Regions from separate parts of the Triticum aestivum genome. Here region 2 is linked to region 1. The links are chromatin contacts, called in public Hi-C maps. All regions are on one chromosome and are shown on one strand. The core of a region is the stretch at or near the end of the contact, and the rest is flanking DNA. Distances in the headings are between cores, read along the strand shown. Region 1 holds the start of LOC123087131. Region 2 holds the start of LOC123087134 (phospholipase A2 homolog 3).

Region 1 (4,098 bases), core at 1,467-3,966:
AATGTGAGCAACAGATTTGCAGTGAATGAAGGATGATAGATAGATTCATAGACCGGGCCAACTAAATCAAGGAATTAATAGACGACATATATGCTAAGAATAATCACAGTAAATTAACTGACCTCCCCAAAGTAATTTGGATGGCGAGTATAACTCCAAAGACCAACATTACACCACTTTCCCCTATTGCTTGGAGAATTCTTGAATTTAAGCTTCTGTTGATCAGCTATAGCTTCCACAGCTAGCCCGATGGCCCACATTATCCAACCAATGATATCCCGAGCTTCAATTGAAGGGTTTCTGCTACTTGCATTCACAATAGTAACAGGCAAGCTGACAGTCCAAACCCAGACAGCCTGCCCAAATCAGGATAAAAGTCCTGGTGAGGTTCTCTTTACAAATGCAATGACCATTTAACAAACTCTAGTTGCTTAACATAAGTTGCAAAACTTACCTGAAAAATCCAGAAGACGGCTAATTTTCCCAAGTTACTGCGCATCTCATCAAACCGTTTGTCCTCTCCCCATTGCAAAATCCTAGACACCATCAGGCAAAGCAAAGCATTAGCGACTCACTTTTATAAGAACAAGAACAACATGTTTTGACTCAGGCAACAGATGTCTTAAAAAAATCACAAAAAAAAGAGATTCCACTAGACATAGTCCAGTGGGGCTTTTTGAACTATCAACAGAATATATATTTTAGGGTAACATACCTCATTAGTAAAAACACTGCCAGACGAAGTCCCCAGATTATAACAAGCACTGTCAACACGATCTGGAAAAACGGGTCTATGTTCAGAAATGGACGAACTTCTTAAAAAACAATTGTGATGACATTGCTTCAAAATAATACATGGGCACGTCAATTATCCAGTTGGTAACACAGAGGAATACCACTATCCTTTGATAGATATTCGTTCAAATGAAATGAGGTTATCCTTAACATTTATACTGTCCCAATCTCTGTATTAACTCCCTGATTTCTTTGCCACATGGAAAAACAAACTAGATTTCATTGGAACAGACATATGCCGATGCTGTATTTCCCACTAAATGGGTATGGATAACCATTGCACCACCTCATGAATACAGTTTCCATCTAGTCTTTGAGAACCATGGTACCATATGTAGGATTTAATTTTTAATGTAGCATGTAAGTGGTAAGATGATTCTTTCTACTTTATGAGCATAGACAGTGCAGAGATGCAATTATGCCACATTGCTGCAAATTCAGTAAGACCCATGCCCAAGCTAATTCAACTGCATACGAGGGATGGTAAATTATTTTAAATCCAAACACGCATCAAACTCATGACAACTCTAACGATCTATAGGCAAGGTTCAGACAAACAACTTGCTGGTCGTGCTTAACTTAAAAGAGTTGCAACTGTAATAAGGATTTTTTAACTAAGAAAAAGTAATCAAAGACAGTGCAGCGTTCAGATGCTGTTGAACATGTGTTTCAAGTATATTATTGTGAAAAGAGTGATTCGCCGTAAAGGTACAAGAAACATCAAGTTGGACAACGACAATGACTAAGCCAATTTTTTAGAACTAAACATTCATAAGCAGCTGTATTAAAAGATTTGCAATAACAGTCATGTTTACAACAACTGAGTAACAAAGTGAACTGAGTTCTTAGTACTACTACTATTTACCTGGCGGAAGTGCCATGTTCCCTTCAAAGCTGCTACAAGGACGGCGATTATGACAAAATTTGTACTGCCTGAAAAAAGGAACACAAATAAGTAAAAAGGAAATGAATTGTACGAAGGTATACCGTTGCAGAGAAATTGAACACACGCTAGTACTCAGACAAAGGGGTTCACCCGAGCACCTATTTCTGAAGAAACTGGCTGCCTCCTAACTACTAGGATGAACAGGCAGCATCTGAATTGACGTGCACAACAAGATGGCAATCTTGGCACACGCACAGCATATATATATATTAAGATTCCGAAAAAACATAATACAGAATTGCCAAACCAGCTTCCTACTGGGCTGAGAAATCGAGCTCATGGACTCCGGTCTTTAACTAGATATTTTTCAAGAGCACTGCCTTTAACTAGATTCGCCCCACAGAAAATAATAACAAGAAGAAAGGAGGAAGGAGGAGAAGACGCGGGAGGTGGAGTGCTACCTGCGAAATCGGTGACCTTGTCGAAGCGGAGGAGAGCTGTGATGATGAAGAACACCAGCTGGTACCCGACCTAGCACCACAACCACCACCAAGAACACCAGAACGGCAACAGTTAGTAAACACGCCAGGTAACAGAGAGACGGAGACGGCGGGGGAGGAGAGGAGAGGTCAGAGGAGGCGGCGCGAGAGATTTACGGTGACGAGGGCGGTGAGCGCCAGGAAGTGGGAGTCCAGCACTGTTCCCATCGCCTTTTCTTCCTCCCGGCCGTCAGTGGATTTGTTTGTTGGTCTGTTTGTTTATCCTTCCCCCTTTCCTTTCTCTGAGAGGAAAAATGAAGTGAGAAGCGAGCACGCGCGCCGGCCGGGCTTTTAACGGGGTCAGGACTGGGTCCGGTCGACGGCGACGGCGGCGGCGGTGCGACCCGGCGGAGCGCGTTGGGAGGGGGGGAGGAGGACTTGTCACTTGTCACTTGTGGCTGGAGGCTGGACAGGGAGGCGGGCGAATGCGTGCGACGCTGGTGGTGCGAATGCGCGACTGTGCGAGACGGGACCGTGGTGCGATCGCCTCCGAATCTTGGATTGCTTCAGGCCCTCGGAGAGACTGGAACTTCACGGGCTCAGCCGGCGACTGTTCTACCGGTGGTTTGGAGATCCCACGGCCGAGGCACGGTCAAAATGGAAAACTAGCCCTAGGTGAACGGGAAATCTCACTTTCACACGCCGTGAAGTTTGGAAAAGGGACGATTGTAGCTTAAGGGCCAGTTCTTTTCGGCGATTCTCCTAGAATCGCCCCCTTCTCCAGCTTCTCCCAGAATCGTCACTCCATATTTTTTTTACAATCCTATTTAGTTAAGGTCTAATTAGCTAGGATTGTAAAAAACATATGGAATGGTGATTCTGGGAGAAGCTGAGAAGGGGGCGATTCTGATAGAATCGCCCAAAAGAACTGGCCCTAAATTGTGCTGGTGTGGATTGAAACTTGATGACCATTTCGAACACGTGTGTCATCGACAGGAAAATCAAAGCAATGTTTAAGTTATGCTTTCGTCCTGCTTTATACATAAAACTAAAGGAGACGGGTTCGCAAATTACACATAGGACTCCTCCTGGGTCGCTCGCGCGGGTGAACCCAGGGGCCCTAAACCCTAGGGTGGGAGCCCACGCCTTGCGTCGTCAAGTGGGCGGCGATGGTGGCGACAGGAATCGGTGGCGCACAAAGGGGTGGAGCACGGCTGGGAGTCGTAGTGGAGCTAGGCGGGGAGGCAATGTGAGGGTTTTGGGGCACACATGTGGTGTACTAGGTTGTCGTCGACAGGAAAATCAAATATTAAATGAGAAAAAAGATGATTGTGGTAACATAATATGTTAATCACCATCACATAGCGCATGTCTAGAAAAATTGAGTCTATAGGCCAATAAATGCAATCATCTATGATACTAGCTCTATGATAGGGAGAATAGCATGTGCTCCGGGAGCACCTAACTTAGGTGCTCCAGCGCGGGCACTGCTATTGGATCTAGATCCAACTGTCATCTAAAGATGCACAATACCTCGACGTAATTATCAGACTCCTCAGGATTTTTAAAAAATTATGAGCCCTCTCCGTGGACGCTGGATCTGAGATCGAACGGACCAGGAGCTCCCGAAGCACCAGATATTCTCCCCTCTATGATACTTTGCAGTGTGAAGGTAGTATCATAGACTAATGTCATATGCATGACGTTAGTCTAAGTTACTCCCCACCTTATGGGTCATCGTGCCCCATGACACATTGGATTGCATTATTGTTGCTTTATGTTAATGTTGGCTATTAATTTGGCTAATGTTCATGTTGGTCATTATGTAATTTTATGTCTTTCTAATCAAAATGGAACTAATGAGAAGTTTTGATTAGAGATTTAATCAGCAAATGTTCTAGTGGCATATGATGATATTCTGACCAACGTTGAATATTT
Region 2 (4,286 bases), core at 428-2,927, 160 kb after region 1:
GCCCATCTAACCATTCAACCATAGGTTGGTTCATATAGCGACCTTACTTGTCTAAGCTAAGCACAAGCAGTGTTTACAAAACTAATCACCTTACATGCAGATCGAACCGGCTGCCATACACTCAGAAAGGCGTCGCCATCACATCAACAAATATAATAATCCAATTAATGGACAAGTCGCTTTAGCTCTATACATAATTCAGACGACACAAATTACAGTACTGATCTATAAATTACCCCCAAAATTCAAAGTGGCTTTAAGCAGCAAAATTCACTGAAATTTGAACAGTGGTAACAACAGTGTATAGTACTACCAATTATGCGTGACATGAACACGTACGAGCTGCACATGATGTGTAGGCAAACTGGCAAAGACGAACCAACTCATCAATCAAGTAAATTAAATCCTGCAAAGCAGGTTATGGTAACCATGCCCATATACATGTCGCAAAATCCGGCGCCATCGTCGATCTTAGCTGAAGCACCAACCATGTCACGCCCGTGCCCGCGAGACTGTACGTGAGGCGCCGGTGCATGCGTGACAGGACACGGACACACACCGTGACTGACGAGTGACACCAAGCAGAAAAGGCATGCACCACCCACCTACCGAGCAAGTTGTTTGCTGCTTGTCCTCCAGCTCGCCGGCTCCGGCGCGCGCCGCCGTGGTACTATGTAGCTAGGGCTTGTGCAGGACCCGGCCGGCGACGACGGCGGCCTCGATGACGACGGTGATCACGTCGATGACCTCGTCGATCATGCACTTGTTCCCCTCGAACGTGCCCGTGCCGGCCCGCAGCTCCGCCAGGCACTCCAGCAGGCCCTCGTTGCACTCCGTGCTCAGGTAGTCATCTGATGTGCCGATCGAGAGTCAGACGCTGGCTACAATTTAGTTGATGGATCGATTGGTTGTTGGGGTACGTACTCTTGACGAGGACGCAGTTGTCGTGGTGCATGCAGCAGGCGTCGAGGGGGTCGCACGGCCGCTCGCCGGGGCACCCGCTGTAGAGGATGCCGCAGTACTTGCCGTACCGGAGGAAGGGCGCCGCTGCGTCAAGAGATCATCGACAAACACCTCGGCGTGAGCCACCATGCAGTTACTTCTAAGTTCTAATCAAGAAGAAGAAGTTGATGCGCGTGCGTACTCGTGCAGTGGTCGGACTCGCACGTTCGGCTGCACGCCTGCTGCTTGCTCTGCGTCCGCGTCCCCGCCGCCGCCGGCCGCCGAGAATCAGTCGACAAAGCAAAGCATACCCAGCTTAATAACGTGCTATGAAGTGTAGGTTATAGTACATGCGTAGATCGTGCACGTACCACGCCGTCGGCGTCGGCGTCGAGGGTCTGGAGGCCGACGTTGAGCGCCGAGGAGCGCGGCGCGACGGCGGCGCAGGCGAGGAGCCCGACCACCGCGAGTAGACGCGCATGCAGCCGCCGGGAACCGCCTCTGCCATGCGCCATCCCCTTCAAAAAATCAGATCCCCCTCCCTCTCTCTTTGTGTCGATCGAGACGGCGGCCGCCTGCAGCTGAACTTATACCGCGCCGTGCCCAGCCCTGCCGTCGTTCTTGGCTTGATAAGATATTATCTAGGGGGGCATTGGCTGGAGCGACGAGGAGAACTCGATCTGCGACTGTAGTTGGCTAGTTGCAGCACTGATTTAGAGAGAGAAAGGGGGCGGAGATGGGGCGTTTTGGTTGTATCCTGCTCGTGAGCGCGCGGGGGGCTTGTTGGCTAGCTCGCGGGGGCACGGGCTGGCAGTCGACAGCGCGGAGGAAGATGCCGTGCATGCACCACGTCGGTCGGTGGGCGAACGATCCAGCCGGCGACCATGTGTGCCATCCAGCGCCTTCCCGGACTTTTCATTTTTCCTTTACATGGGTGGTCTCTTTCGGCGAAAATAATTGGGTGTTATTTTTCAGTGAACCGTGAGAGTGAGTGAGTACGCTTTGCGATTCGCGGCTGTCAGCTCGGTTGGGTGCTAGTGTCCTCCCGTGCCGATTCTTTTCGCCATGTTCGTAGCGTGCCTTTTCCATGTGGTCATATGAGTCAGCCACCATGATTGAGTGAGCTCCACGGGCTGGTCGGATGTCGAAATGTGTGGAGAAATATGTCGATTGATGTGCTCGATCCGAGTGTGCTGGTTTGGCTGTGGAATTTTTTCTCGATGCGCTTTTATTACCTAAAAATATAAATATAGCATCAAACGGATACAAAGCATTATGAGTAACACCCGGCCTCTGCATAACAAATGCACACAACCAATTTCGAAAAGTTTGAGAGAAAGAAAAGAACCAAAACCGAGAGTCCTATAGACCGACACTATGCCTATGTTGAAAGTGATGGTGGGTCAATCCGGGGGTTATGCTGCCACCCATGTTGGGAAAAACCTCCGTAGCCGCATGCTTCAACCGCGTACACACTGCCTTGAACAACGATTGGTACTCCGCTCTTTGTAGCGTAGATCACGTACGAAGTGAATGCATACACCGGAGAATAACCTGTAAAGGAGAAGCATTTTTGTCATTAAAACCCAAATTATTTCTACATAGAAATTGCGACCACATTTAGGCATATACTCCCACCCTTGTTAGGTTTTATCTATTTGGAATACCGTCCAACCAATGACCAAAAATATTAGCAATACTTGTGGGTTTGACTGTGAATATAAATGTTTTTTCATCAGGAATTGCTAGTAGATCAGTTGCTAAAAATGACTAGATCTAAGTCGCTGTGAGCCGTCTGATGCAAGATGCACGACCAAATCAACTTCTTCAACCTCCCGAAATTGCTACTATTCATCTTCTTCAACCTCGACGCCGGTCTAAGTGTCTACTGCCACCGCCCACCGCCGGCGACACTACCACGCCAGCCTCGCCGCCCAGTCCTCCCCCCAACTGTCATGCTGCTGCCTCCTAGTCATCCCTCTAACACCGGCCATCAGTGGAGGAGACAGGACCCAGGCTGGGGGGCTAGGCCCGGGACGTGAGGATTTATTTCTTCATTGATTATAGCATTTTTTGCACGGTTGAACGCTGTTGCGATGAAGCAGGTCTGGGGCCCACTGTTAGTCTGGCTCCGCCCCTGTCGGTCATGACCCATTTTTTCTGGTGAGCTGAAATCTCACCCCCAACACCCCTAAGATAGATCATGGGTCAGCCTGACACCCTAAGATAGATCATGTGGTAGCTTCTCCAGCGAGTGGCGGCTGCTTCTTCCTTCCCTCCGGCGGCTATCTCCTTCCTACGAAAACCGACCGGCCCAAATTTTGTTTTCAGGCGACTTACATTTAGCAATTGTGAGATAAAAATGGTATTCCAAGAGCAATATCCGCCCCTTTGAGGTGTGATGGCTCCGGACTAGGTCAAGAGGTAGCAAACTGTCCTGACAAAAAAACCCTTGGAGTATGCACCCATGGTGTTTGGTTCTGAAGAATTTGAGCATAAGTTTTATTTTATTCCTGCGGTTATGTTTGAATCCAGACCACATGATTAGCTACATCAAGATTTTGTTAGGATATTGCAGGCTGAGGTTTCTGGGAAACAATTAGAGCATGAATTTGACTAGTGATTGGGCGCCATCCTATGGTGCCATCTCGGAAATTTTCAAACAATGCTATGTGAGGAAAACGCCCTGTTCACATTTTGAAGTGCCACATAGGCAACAACCTCTTTCGGTCCCTTATTGTAATTAGGGCATTGATACTTCTTCAATGTATCTATAATTTTTTTATTGTTTCATGCTATATTATCTACTGTTTTGGACATTATTGGGCTTTATTATCCACTTTTATATTATTTTTGGGACTAACCTATTAACCGGAGGCCCAGCCCAAAATTGTTGTTGTTTGCCTATTTTAGGGCTTCGAAAAAAAGAAATATCAAACGGAGTCCAAAACGGAATGAAATCTTCAGGAACGTGATTTTTGGAACGAACAAGACCCAGGAGACTTGGACCCTACGTCAAGCAACCAACAGGGAGGCCACTAGGTAGGGGGCGCGCCTACCCCCCCCCCCCAAGCGCGTCCTCCACCCTCGTGGGCCCCCTGTTGCTCCACCGACGTACTCCTTCCTCCTATATATACCTACGTACCCCCAAACGATCAGAGACGGAGCCAAAAACCTAATTCCACCGCCGCAACCTTCTGTATCCACGAGATCCCATCTTGGGGCCTGTTCCAGAGCTCCGCCGGAGGGGGCATCCATCACGGAGGGCTTCTACATCAACACCATAGCCTCTTCGATGAACTGTGAGTAGTTTACCTCAGACCTTCGGGTCCATAGTTATTAGC

Evidence for each region. Hi-C and Micro-C count contacts between places; a contact is called where the count stands out from the background.
Region 2: a contact with region 1 is called in a Hi-C map of leaf, with 4 times the contacts expected there. The contact joins the promoter of LOC123087134 here to the promoter of LOC123087131 in region 1. A contact is called at or near these places in 2 of 5 Hi-C or Micro-C datasets (both in leaf).

Annotation. Positions count from the first base shown.
Region 1 is chr4A:580,675,666-580,679,763 of IWGSC CS RefSeq v2.1, forward strand. LOC123087131 reads right to left here and starts at 2,717. Exons shown (of 9, transcript XM_044509046.1): 1 at 2,338-2,717; 2 at 2,143-2,212; 3 at 1,661-1,728; 4 at 716-777; 5 at 455-536; 6 at 123-356. The coding sequence starts at 2,388.
Region 2 is chr4A:580,838,159-580,842,444 of IWGSC CS RefSeq v2.1, forward strand. LOC123087134 (phospholipase A2 homolog 3) reads right to left here and starts at 1,678. Exons shown (of 4, transcript XM_044509049.1): 1 at 1,314-1,678; 2 at 1,145-1,193; 3 at 925-1,047; 4 at 144-851. The coding sequence starts at 1,457. The coding sequence ends at 679.